Linked DNA regions of Zea mays: region 1 is linked to region 2. Evidence: chromatin contacts called from public Hi-C data. All regions are on one chromosome and are shown on one strand. Each heading gives the region's core, a stretch centred on a gene start, on an enhancer-like site or on the middle of the called end of the contact. The rest is flanking DNA. Distances are from core to core; before and after follow the strand shown. Region 1 has its middle 97 kb from the start of LOC100193175. Region 2 holds the start of LOC100273183.

What was found. Hi-C and Micro-C count contacts between places; a contact is called where the count stands out from the background.
Region 1: a contact with region 2 is called in a Hi-C map of ear, with 2.3 times the contacts expected there. The contact joins the enhancer-like site here to the promoter of LOC100273183 in region 2. A contact is called at or near these places in 2 of 25 Hi-C or Micro-C datasets (ear and endosperm).

Annotation. Positions count from the first base shown.
Region 1 is chr3:65,806,128-65,812,711 of Zm-B73-REFERENCE-NAM-5.0, reverse strand. No RefSeq gene overlaps it. Among protein-coding and RNA genes, the nearest start is that of LOC100193175, 97 kb to the left of the region's middle. Within about 2 kb of position 1,256, at least 18 of the 20 cell types and tissues checked have an H3K27ac peak or open chromatin away from gene starts, as enhancers often do. A contact at or near this core is called in ear, where this site is marked.
Region 2 is chr3:65,434,363-65,441,201 of Zm-B73-REFERENCE-NAM-5.0, reverse strand. LOC100273183 reads right to left here and starts at 3,736. Exons shown (of 3, transcript NM_001147628.1): 1 at 3,690-3,736; 2 at 3,489-3,587; 3 at 1,417-2,121. The coding sequence starts at 3,713. The coding sequence ends at 1,861.

The DNA of each region.
Region 1 (6,584 bases), core at 7-2,506, 370 kb before region 2:
CGCGCGGGTTTCTCTCTGTTGATTGCGCGAAGATGGTTTTGGAAATCGGGAAACGGGGGAGACGTGGGATGCTGACGGAGAAACAGGGGTTAACAGCATCGTAACTGTGTATATGCTGACCAGGTCTGGTTCAACCAAATATGCATATTGACTAGCCTGGACTTCCTCTATTATTGGAAGCACAGGGCTCTTAATATATAAACTATATATATATATATATATATATATATATATATATATATATATATATATATATATATATATATATATATATATATATATACACACACACGGTATTAAGAGTACAAAATACTTATTTGAGTAATAATCAAATTAATGGCATGGGCATAATGAAGAATCGTGGACAAGTACGTTGCACATTTGCTTGCTTGCATGTCGTAGAAATGCAACTTCACATGCACCGAAGTGTACACATATATAGCTAGTGCACGCGTAGCTTTTTGATGGGAGAGAATTAAACATGTTTTAATCACATAATTAAAGAAAAAAAAAGAGGAAGTCACTTGCCATGCACATAGACTACTGACAACCTGCTACTACCGAAACTTTTTTTTGCATTTTGACCCTTTTTTAGAAAAAAATCACGTTTGGACCCTAGAAAAATTTAATGTTATTTTTGGACTATGTGCTCGGCGTCATAGTCTATGACACCGAAATAACTGTTGTGCTGGTACAATCCGGACGTCGTGGCGCCAACGTGGTACCGAGTTCAGCGTCACAGATCTTGGCGACGAGCTCGGTTGTATAAAAAATTTGGTCGTCCTGCCCTGCATGCATGTGCCGTGTCTATTGTTCCGTGGAAAAAAACGTACGGCTGCTCTTTCTCACATCTCACACCTAAACAAATCCAATGTGGCATGATGAAAAATAGAAAAAAAAAGAAAGAAATGTTGACGCGAAGGCTCGCCTGGTGAAAGCTGTTGGTGAAGGGAACCAGCCAGGGGGTTGCAATGAGTAGATCTTTTGGTGGCGAAATGAAAAGCCACTGGCAAAGGAGCCTCTGAGACCACAAATCATAGTATGTACTGCCAGTACTGGCGTGGCGCCCTTTTTCTTCGATGTAACACTGCCCTACACACCCCTCCTATCATCAGCTGCGTGACAGCCAGCCAGCCCACAGGCCAGCACTCTGTCTCCGATCCACCACTCTCCGATCCACCACTCTCTCCCGAGCGCTCTGTCTGTCCACCTCTCCACTCCACCACTGACACCGACACCCCACCTCGCGCTGGCATGGCATGGAAGCAGAGCAGCGAAACGCACGCCGGCAGCAGACAGTGTGCATGCATGCATGCATGCATGTACCAGACGCGCACTCACGGACGAACGAATAAAGGGATTGGCTGGCGCGACAACGCCAGCGGACACGGCACATGCATGCAGTGGAGGACGGCCGAATTTTTTATACAACCGAGATCCATACCAAGATATGTGCAGCACGACGTCGAGGTTGTGCCAGTATAGCAGGTGTCTCGGTGCCATAAACTATGGTGTCGAGCTGTGTTACATCGGCGCCATAGGCTAGGGCGCCGAGCAAAGAGTAAAAAATTGACATTAAATTTTTCTAGGATCTAAACGTGATTTTTTTCGAAAAAGGGCTAAAATGCAAAAAAAACTCGGCGGCTACTAGCGCGCTTGGTTTTCAAATAGAGAAGACCAAAGTCTGAAGGAAGGAACTGTCAAGTGTCAACCCACGATCTCCATGTTCGTACGAACCTGCTCTTCCAGGCACACCTAGCAAACGCCTGCCTCGTGCCAGGTCTGCGACAACGTGCGTACGACTGCTGCACATCTCTGCACCCCACACACCGGCTCGTTCATCAACGCTGGAGGAGATGGACAGGACCATGGTCGCCGCTCTGCTTAGGTCGCAGCGCTCACCATAGACGTCGCTAGGCTGTCTCACTCTTGCGTTTGCCTCAAGAAACAAAAGGTTGCTGGTGGGTTGCAGAAAGCAATGTTGGGCTGCGGGAGGAGCACCATCAGGCCTCTAAGGCTATCCGCACTCATACAACTCTAAATTTCTACTCTAAATGGAATATCTTGTCCCTGTAAGCGAGATTCTCTACTCTATACCGCAATTCTTCGCAATCATATTTACTCTATATCTCAACCCTATACCAACTACCACATATTATATCATTTATTTTCACCATCACCACAGCATATACAGCCACATCCCATGCCATCCAATCACGTCAGAGACAAAAAGGACAGATTTAGAGTAAAAAGGGACGAACTCTACAGGTAGCGTTCATCGTGCCTTCCGTATGCTTTGCGTGGCTGGTAGGGTCATCCGCTGCAGCAGTTTTTTACTGGATGTGTAGCTGTATGTTCGTAGCGTTTTGTTTAGCGCACGCCACTGCGGACAGCCTAAAGCCCCTTCATCCAGAAATCGCTGCTTCTCCAGACGTCATCGGTAAGAAAATTCTCCAACAAACAACTCTCTAGAGCATACCTTAGAAAGAAATTTGTCCCAGAAACCTCAAAGGCATATCCTTAAGGAAAATCACACCACACGGTCATACACACCGTTGTGGTCCATCCGATAAATTTACTGCAAGGGGTTTTCTCTACAGAGCTATAATTAACATAATTTTTATGCAAATATAAGATTTATGGAAGTATAAGCCTGCAATAATTGTATTATTTACTCTATTATACTTAAACTAGATTCATGTTCGTGCATTGCCACGGCAGTAAAAAAATTAATATGAAACATAGATACAAAACGACAAATATCACTATGATATGCAAAATTCGTGTGACAAAATATCACCGATGCACGAATAAAGAGGAGATCACTAAGAAAATACCATTACTTGTTGAACTTGCAAAAAGAAAAGATAAGGATAAGAGAATTAAATCAACAAAAGTTTAATTGTTTATAAAATCACAAGCAATGCATAAATTTACATGCATGCCTAAACAAAAAGAATAAACTTGCGAAGCTTACATTAGTAAGGAAGCAGAGAAATCAAACTTGTTGTATCCAGCCCCTGAGTTGTACTTAGTAACAGCATCTGAAGTAATGTCAAACCCGACCTCAGCACCAATGACAAGTTCACTTGTGCCGACAGTTGTAGCGAGCTCAACCAAATGTGTTGATGTCAAATCAGTGGTCGTATTCATTGAAAAAATAATTGTGGGTATATTGCAGATCAAGCTGCTAGCATAAAAACAAAAGAAATAAGTAATTTGGCAAAAATTCAGTGGAAATTGGTGGGATAAAATTTAGATCATAACCCATTGATGTAAATGTAATTGACAAATACAGTATACAAGTCAAATACAGCTCAATTAAGACTTCCTACACATATTGCACCACTCATTTTCTGTATTCAAGCAAGTTAATGTTTCCTCCTTCACTTCCAAAAACACTAACCTTCCTAGACTTGTGACCTAGAACCTTCAAGGCAAATGAAATCTTCAAACCAGTTAATGTTTCATTAACAGTTATTGTGGTCGACACCTGCACCAACGGTACTCCAATAAGAAGACAAATGCAGGATGTCCAATGCTAATATCAGGACCATAACTAAAGCAAAAGTGAACATAAAGCAGAAAAATACTATGGATACACAAGTGCAACTATAAAATTAATATTGTAATCATCATCTGTCTAAAACTCACATTCCAAATTCCATGTGTTCTTTAGATCAACAAAGCGTAGCCTAAAAATGGTAGGAGGTCCCATTAAATAAATAGGAATCACTTTGAGATGCTTACGGCAAGCTATACTTAGGGCTAGTTTGGCAACCCCGTTCTTCCAAGGGATTTTTATTTTCCCTAGGGAAAATGAACCGATTTCTCTTGGGAAAATAGAAATCCCTTGGGAAAATGGAGTTGCCAAACTAAATCTTATCATTATATCCTACCCACAGAATTTATTAGCGCCACACGTTCGCTGCTTTATATAATCGATGGATGCATCCCTAAGATCTGCTAAGCTATAAGGTAAGTAACGTAAGATATATTATACTTAGGTATCTTACGTCTCATGCAGGATACTTGGTTATAGTAGTGCCACAATTAGGATCCTTGATCCCGAAAACAAATAACCTATCCTACCAGGCTCGCAAAGAAACTTTCAAACACAAAGTTTACAAGAACCTTACTTTACAATCACTATTGATTATGACATCAACCGTGGTTCTGCCGCTTTTATGTTGTGTCCGTATTTCACCAATGAAATCTTCATTGATCTTCACACCAGTGGTAGTGAGATTCTATAGCAGAAAGCAAATGTCATCAGAAAAATGAATTTAAATAGTTTTTGGAAGGAGCTAAACAACATGTTTGAGCATCTTACTAAACCAGAGTTAGGACATGTCGACAAAGAAAATTTTGTACGTTATATTTTAGCATGAGAACCTAGGTGCATCTAGGTGTAACGTATGTTATCTATCCCTTTGCGGCTGCTCAACGCTGTATTGATCCCTATCACTATGAGATAGTTTCGCCTCCCGATCGATTCAGAAGCTTTGAACTCTTCCGCGACTAGGAACCGTTCAGCATGGATTCTTGCAACGATCATGTAGCCGAGGGCTTTGTCCCTAAGTTTGAGATTGTCTTATCTATTGTTCTAAATCCAAGCATTTGTAAACACCAATCAATACAAAGTCACATAAAAAATCAATAACCTCAAACACGAGACAAACATTAGACCGAGAAAGAAAGGCCAACACGTACTGGCGCTTAAATTTGGAGAGGCTATCCTTGAGATCCATCTGTAAAATCGACATGCTCATAAGCAAAAGGCAGATGAAAAAGTGCAAACAGCTACATGAGCAAGAAAATCAAAGGTGCCATCCATATTCCTTCAAATATGTCTTTAAAATAATGCTTAGTTTGGCTTCCAAGAATAGGAACAAAGAGCAGCTATCATATATTCATGCATCAAAACCATATTTATGAAAAAGTAAAAAGAATATTATCTGAAAGTAATTATGTGGGCTTGCAAATGGTGATTGGGCTACATAATATTACTTCTTAGATATTAGGCTTAGAAACTTGTCAGTGTACACACCTGATTCTTCATTAGCAAGAGTGTGACACCCCAGTGTCACCTAGGGTTTCTCCTTAGGGCTGACTCAAAACCATTATCACATGTGAACCAAACTAAGGAAAGGACATCATAAATTGATAACAAAGGTTTAAGTAAGTCTTTTTCATTTTAAGAAGCTCTCCTTAATCATGCCATGCACCTCAAGGCAAGAAGAACTCTCAAACCCTAAGTAATCCTAAGTGGGCCATTTAAGCACATAAAGGGGAAGTTGAGAAAAGACTTAGGAAAAACACAAAAAATTGCTATGGATCAAATAACAAAGTTTTAATGCACTAAATAACCAACAAAATATAGTAGGAAAGTTTGGTCATTTGAATTTTTCAAAATCCCCAAATCAGCCCTTGAACCGAGGCCCTATGGGGAAATTCAGAATTCAAAATTCTGAATTTCAGAACCCTTTTTCAAGTTCAGCCGTGTTCTCTATTTTCCAAAACTCAAATATACAAAACCCAAATATCAAAGTGGTGCCAAATTTCCTTGAACATGCTCTGGTAAAATTTGAACTCAAACAAAAACCGTTTGACATGATTTTTGTGCGGTTTGTCCTCGGGACTCGGATGTCTGACATTGGCAACTTGGTGACGCTACAACTCTCTGTCCCTAGCCTAAAACTGCGCAACATTCACACACAAACGACAAAGCACAGTCAGGGGAACAAATCCTTCACAGCGATCTTGCCCAAATTTGTGAAGATTTGCGCCCAATCGGCGTTAGAACTCGGGCAGAAGCAACGGTTCCACATGTTCGACCGTGGCTGACATGCCCGGTTCACGCCAAGTTCGTGCACCCGCAACCAGCCACACTTGCCCGGGCACGCTCGCCGGTCCACGACCGCCCATGCACCGCGCTGTGCCTATAAAGCAGCCTAAGGCCTCGGCCGTACCTCCCCGCGCGCTCTCAGTCCTGCCCGAGCCAAAGTTCACCGGACTTCGCCTCGAGCACACCGCGCCACCGCCCGCCATCACTGCCTGAGCCTCGGCCACCGCGGCCAGCTCACTCCAGCCACTTCCAAGCCGCGCTTGTCACTCGGTTAGCTTCGCCAGTAGCCCGTGAAGCTTTCCAAGTCCTTGGACCCGGCAGACCTTCACCGGAGACCCGAGATCGTCTTCGCCGGACTTTGGTCGCCCGCGGCCGCACGTAGACCGAGCAATCCGGTGAGCCATTCTCAAATACCTCGCGCACACATCTTCCTTGACCTCTGGTGAAGCTCCCTGACCTGTTCAATTGAACTGTACCGCCCTGGTTAGGCCGAATTCCTCGCCGCCGACGAGCTCCCCCGCCTACGCGCGTGGACCGACCTACTCCGACCACCATCGCCGACGATCTGTACCTCGACGTGATCGCCAGAGACCCCCAGACCTCGCCCGACCCCTCACCAGAGCAACCTCACCGCCGGTCTTTCACCGCGGTCACTGTTCAATTAGGGGAAGGACTGCGGGTTCGATTTCGCAAAACCCTAGGGGGTTTTCTGCAGAGTCATAGACTCATGTGAATA
Region 2 (6,839 bases), core at 2,487-4,986:
CAATCGGGGAATAGTAACTCTCAATGTCTTGTCAAGCGTGTCCATCCCGTTTCCGAACGAAGATATTTATAGGGTAACCAAGGGGCATGAGCCTAAGGTACATGCGTCCACCTAGTTATCTACTACATTCTTGTAATATACTATGCAACAAGTAATTACAGAACAATGCGGCCAAAGTCATATCTACTACATTCTTGTAATATACTATGCAACAGTTAATTACATAACAATGCGGCCCAAGTCCTAATTACACACGTTACTACACCAACTACTACGGTAACAGTGTGGTTAGGACTAACTGGTGGGCCTACCACACCCTTTCAAAAGGCCCACTAGGTCCCTATTACTCTAGCCTGATTCTCTAGCTCCATGTTCCGAGGGATTAGTATGTGAATGTATCATAGTTCGGTCTATATGATCTTACATTTGGGAGTTAGTATATGCTGCTAGGTACCACTATTGACTTATGGTTCGAAAATAGTTTCAGTTCAATGACTATCTGCACAAGAATCTATTGGATCACACACTGGGATAGAATATTAGAACTTGTGTATATAATTGTCTCTAGTACAAGTGGAAGATTATTGGAGATATACCCAAGTGATAATTATAAATAATTCGGATTATAGTCCTACTAAGTCTTTTTCTGCTGTGCTACGTGTCTAAATAGATGTGTCATGCCACTGAAAGACTGGCCTCATATTGGTTTGCTACATGAATTCCTCTCTGGCATGTGGCTTGCCGGCTCGCTCACTACCTGCTCTGCGAACACAGAGCAGACGCTCCGCATTCCGCAGCTTCTCCAGAGCAGAGCGCTGGGCAACGGAGACGATCAATGCGGGAAGCAATCGGCGGTCCTCAACGGTCGGTCAGTACAGCTAACAGTGGTCCGTACGCCAACTGTGGCGCGCAAGGAACACGTGCTTGCTTTGGTTCCGCTACCTGTTTGTGCAGTTATGCCACAGCCGCGACGGTGAATCGAATGAATGAGCCCTCCTGACATTCCAATCGAAACAATGGTAGCCATGCCCTGACGCTCAAGTCATACCTCAACCTGAACCCGAAGCTGTTTCGATAGGACGGCGTGCTGGTTGGTGGTTGCCCTGCGCCTGTCACTAAGAACAGCTATCCGAGGGTTGCATAAATCGCGCCGTCACATTCTCGCCATCTATTTAACTGCAATAAGACATGCCATTAGATGTGCTAACAAAAACACTTTGGCAGCTTCAGTCTGTTACTGACAGCTGATCCACATGTAGCCATCCTGCTCAGCGTCAATGAACATAGTCATCTGCGTTCTTTAGCCGCCAGCACGCATGTACGATTTTAAACATACCGACCCCGAAACTGCATTTTTTCTTGTTCATGACACAGCAACACGAACTTACTGAAATGAAAGAGCTCACATCCTTGATTATTCCAGAATGAGAAAGGATGGCGTCTCCTTTTGATCATCCATCCCTCACAAAGGGGCAACATCAAAGTACATACAAAACCGAAAGAGGGAGAACATAAAAAAAGAGAGAGAAAAGGACAGAGAAAAAGATGTGTGGGGAAGTGAGATCAACAGGACCTCTTGTTATGGAGCCTACCACAACTCACATAGCAGATACATCAAGGTCTACAGGTAGGACGGAAACAGAGAAGAAGACGATCAATGGAGTGATTAGGTTGGCACTAATCATCCACCCCTATCAGAAGATCACACAATCCCGAGATAGGCCCCCTCCTTCCCTATCTCAGACTGGTGTGAGAAACATGTACGATTTGGACTGGAATCGTTGGATGGTGACTGTGCAAGGTGTGGGGTGGGGAAGCCTGTGTGTGTATGTACATCGTTGATTTGGTGTTGCAGGGTTCCTAGCCATGTAGCAATGTGGATGCGGGCGAAGAAGATAGGGTCATCAGCAGCAGAGCAGCCTCCTCCACTTCCATTAGGAGCCTCCGTTTCTGCACCACGTGAAAGTTGCTGCTCCCGCTACTGCTGTTGCTAGAGCTGTCTTTTACTCCAGTCTTCGCCTCGCCATTATTTTGTTGTTGCTGCTGCTGCTTGTTGTGCTCTAGGCCAAGCTCTTGCCTCCTCTTCTTTCGGTACCGAATCCCGCAAGCGTTGCAAAGTGACTGCCCAACATAATTGAAATGAGATTAAAAAAGAGAGAGAGAGAGAGACCGCGTTCGAGTTGTTTCCAGGGCAGAGTGTGAAATTTAGCATAAGTTTCCTTTGCGAAAACAATTCTCTTGGTTATTTTATTATCCTAAAAAAGTGTAATAAGTCATGTCTTGGTGGTGCGCAATTCTGGTCAGCGGAAACACACTGAAAAAGTAGAGGGCAGAAATGAAAAAATAATCAGGCTAGGAGAATCAAAGTGGATAAAGTATCTTTCTCCCGGCACACCATTGGCTCGGTGGTTAGCACTACTGTTGTTAGGAACAGCTCACCTAACAACCAAGTTGCAGTCCAATTTCATAGAGAGAAATATCAACGAGGACGAGTCTCGTACCGCATTAGCAACAGACCAAAACCCAGCTCACAATTTGCCTGTCCCCAAATCAAACAAAACGTACTGTAACTACAGACTGCGAAGAACATTTTGTATTCCCTATTTCAGTGTCTAAAAAATACTGCTATGTCATGAAAACAAAGCAATATTAGTATTACCATGAAAAGTAATAGAGCACGCATATGGTTTCATTTATCTCAGTTGCAAACAGTTCCTCCATTGTCAAGTCCACTGCAAACATTTTGGCCGTAAGGGGTAGAGGAAATTTCGCTGGATAGATCCTCAAAAGGCATGCTTGTCTCAAGAGTGGCAGCTCTCCGTGATGGTACTGTCGACCTGTTGCGTAAGGAATTCAAAAACTGGAAGACCTTGGGCGCACAGGTTAGATTTGGTGGAATGTGGTTCGGATCGATCGTCCTTAGCTAGCTGTCTCTGATTAGAACGCACTGCTAAGAGCACACTAATTTGACTTGGTCTCTGGTGTCTTCATTTCATCGTACTGTTTTATACTAGACTGAATTTCAATTCAACATTCACTACAAAAGATGAGTAGACCGTCGTGCATCCTGCTTTTAGCCAAACAAAATCGCATCCATACTTACACCAAGTTGTTGAGACTAACAGATATCGTTCCTATTGGCTATTGATTAGAACGTGTTCATAAAAAGGAGCAGATGGTAAGCACATACGAGAGGGGTCGTATACATCCCTACTAAGCGGGCAGGATTGCGATTGACAGCACATAAATTTCAGTAATATAAGAAGGTTATAAGTAGATGATGACATATATATATCCTATCCTACATAGCACAGACAGAAACAACTAGTATTTGCAGGACTATCGGAGTCGCGTGTGTATGTAGATAGGTTGATCAAGGTCAGCAGCCAATCCAGCCACCAGGAATCCCCAATCTACTGGTGCCTTATCCGGACGAACAGTATATGGAGCCTCGAAAACAAGAGGAGGGAGGGCGATCATGAGCTTACCCTGGGCCCGGTGGGGCCGCTGCGCCACATGGGCGTGGTGGTGGCGCGGCATTCGACGCAGCTCCTGGCGCCTTTCTCCGGCACCACGATCCCGTCGATCTGCAGCGACGGGTCGCAGAAGCAAAGGAGAGAGGTCGATCAGTCCGAGATCACAGAGCTTGGCGGCAAAGCAGAGAGAACGGGGACGAGAGCCGGATGTACCTTACTGCGATCGGCGGAGCCCATCGGCGTCGGCGCCAGCGCCGGCGGCAACAGACGGCAGCCCCGATCCGTGGCCGGGTTGGCGATAGGATTGCTTGGAGAATTCTGGTTTTTCTCTGCCGGCGTGCGTGGTCTGGTCTGTTCTCTTAGATAGAAGCGTGTAGTAGAGAGCACAGAGTAGTTGCGGGGAAGGGAAGGGGGATGTGTATTTGTGTGTGGGGGATAGAAATGGATGGATTCTGAGCGTGGGTCAGAACTCGGAATGGGGAGGGAGGGCTGTGCCGTGACGTCCCAACACGTATGCGAGTGGAAGATAAGCCGAGGAGATGACGTGGCCTTTGCGGCCGGCCGCCCAAGGAAAGATTTTGCTTCTAGCCATATCTTGTTCTTTTTTGTACGCGACGAGACTAGAGATATCAATAGAACCCGATATCCGCTAACCCGTGGGAATTCTCCTATTAGAATACGGGTATAGTACAAAAATTGTTCTCATAGATATAAATATGGTACAAAATCTTCACCCATTAAATAAACAGGTATAGGTTTGGGAAGCAATAATCCGAACCTGATTAACTATAGGTATTTCGTACATGTACACCTGTCATGTTTGCATGAATGAGTTGAGGTCGAGCGGCCACCAAACCCAGCACGACAGCGCACCAGGCACATGTCCTAACCAATAAGGCAACACGGCAAGTCAACTAGCAGACTAGCAAAAAAACAAAACTCTAAAATAACTAGCCATACGCTATGCCCTCTAGCCGCCCAACCGTCGCACGCCTGGACAATTGCGCTAGCACTGCACACTGGCGACTTCCCCAGCGACGAGGAGCATCGCGACTGCTAGGACGACGGTGACGACCATGAATTCTCAGGCGCCAACGAACTTAGATAGTGACCAAGGAAGGTGAGCAGACTCCATTCTTCTACCGGTCCCGAAGTACTCATTTCTTTTCTGATAGATGGATGAATGGATCATGGTTCATGGATGAGTGCTCGCCAATATGGCGATGTCTAAAATCTGGATAGTTTGTGCTAGCTGTTAGTACCTAGTTATCCCTTAATTGGGGATGGGGACCCATTAGGGATCCGAAACCCGAATGGGGACGGGTATGAGATGAGTTTTGCACTCATGATGGGTATGGGGATAGGTATGGGGAAGGAAAGCATGATGTAGATAGGTCTGAGATACTATAACCTGGTGGAGAATTTACCATTAACTCTCTAGACGAGACGGGACCTCAAAACTATTCCCCATTTTAAATTAGGAGACGTTTTATTTTTTAAATATATTTTCTTTTACAAGATGTAATATTAGTAACTTGGTCAAGTTCAGTTTAGTTTGTGAAAAAGTCTCTAATCTAGTGACTGTAAGAGCGTCGGTAGCACAAACATCTCACTTCGTGGGATCAAATATTTTAATGTTCAATGGCTTTGCCATTTTAATTCTATCCAACGTTTCCATTGACAGTGGGATGACTATTACAACTCCATCAATCTTGTCTCGAGAATTATTCGTCCTAGTTTTTTAAAGGTGTTCATAGAGATTTACGTTGTCCCTAAAGGTGAGTGTTGTGTGTATTGTGAGTGTCTATGTTGTTCTTTACAATTTTAGAAGTTAGTTTATTTTCAAAATATTCTATAGAAAAAATAAAACCTCCAACTCTAAGTGATTCCCCCTCCATTCAACTTTCGGAAATAAAATTACGCAACCTTTTAGAGCTGATTTGGTCACTAGCTATTTCATTTATCTGGCCAACAAACCAATCTTTATTAGAACACAGCCTTTCAAATCACAAGAAAATCATGCATAGAAAAAAATAAGAGTATTTAAGAACAAACCAAACATGTGGGCTTTCCCCAACAACCACAATGTTAAGAAAGCATCGTGGGGTAGTATTCCAGTTTATTTTCATGGGTATTTGACTTTCTTTAATATCTCTATCGGTGATATTTTTCAACCTAAGGCTAGCGGCTGTTGTTCCATTAGATGAAGATAAGATGGGATCATATCGAATGTAAACCACGTTTTGGTGTAAACTCCATGCAAACCTACTAAAAAAGTTTAAAAAAATTCTAAAAAAAACATGAATGTACATCTCAGCTTACCTCATATATATACAAAATTTCATGGTTAGATTCATCTTACTCTAGCACTTACAAAAAAGACAAAATTTCTGACAAACAGTAATAGTTCAAATACACCAAAATTTGTCTTTTTTTGCAACTGCTACAGTAAGATGAATTTGACCATAAAATTTTGTATATAGATAAGATAAGCTGAGATGTACATTCATGTTTTTTCAGAAATTTTTGAAACTTTTTTTAGTAGGTTTGTACGGGGTTTGCACCAAAACGTGGTTTGTATTTAATATGTTCCTAGATAAGATATTGTTTCACGGATAAGGTCCTGAAAATTGCAAACAGGTCATGTATAAACAACTATCCAAGAGACTTCTATTTTTCTAAAGAAAAATGAACTATTTTTTTTTTGAATAAATAGAAATGTCTTAGTGTTCTCAAAATAGCCCTAAACGTTGAATCCATGTCAATTCTAAATTTCCTTGGAGTGGAAAGGAAAATACCCCACGACAACCGATTAAACCGTGTTTCACTTCAGTGATAATACAAAACTTCAATTTCGTGGTACTAATTTGGTTTCACTGATGGGACACCATATAATCATTAGAACTTATTTGGTTGCGTAATAGAGATTGGTGAGGATTAAGGCCCTAGTTGGATCCGTGTGGCAAACTGTTTGCCAAGTAATTTTAGACTTTTAGTACCTTGGCCTCCAACACAGGCGGACTAATAAATTAGCTAATTATTAGTCGAAGGGCTGGCAAACTGTTTGTTCATTAGCCATTTAACCTTGTTAATAAGTGCTAATAGATTGTATAGAGAGAAAAAAACATCTATTAGCGACGACTCCAAATATACCAAGCTAATTGTTGCTAGCTAGCTAATTATTTGCCTGCTAGATAGGGTCTAAATCTTTTCTAGTCAAAATCGAATAGGAAGTAATTCATGTAGACGTAAATAGCCTTACATGGAGGAGTGGATAAAGCGACCAAAAAGTGCAGGAGAGTGTGTAGTCAGCAACCGTGGCCGAGAAGAGTGAGAGCATGAGTGAAGCGTGACGTCATGTCT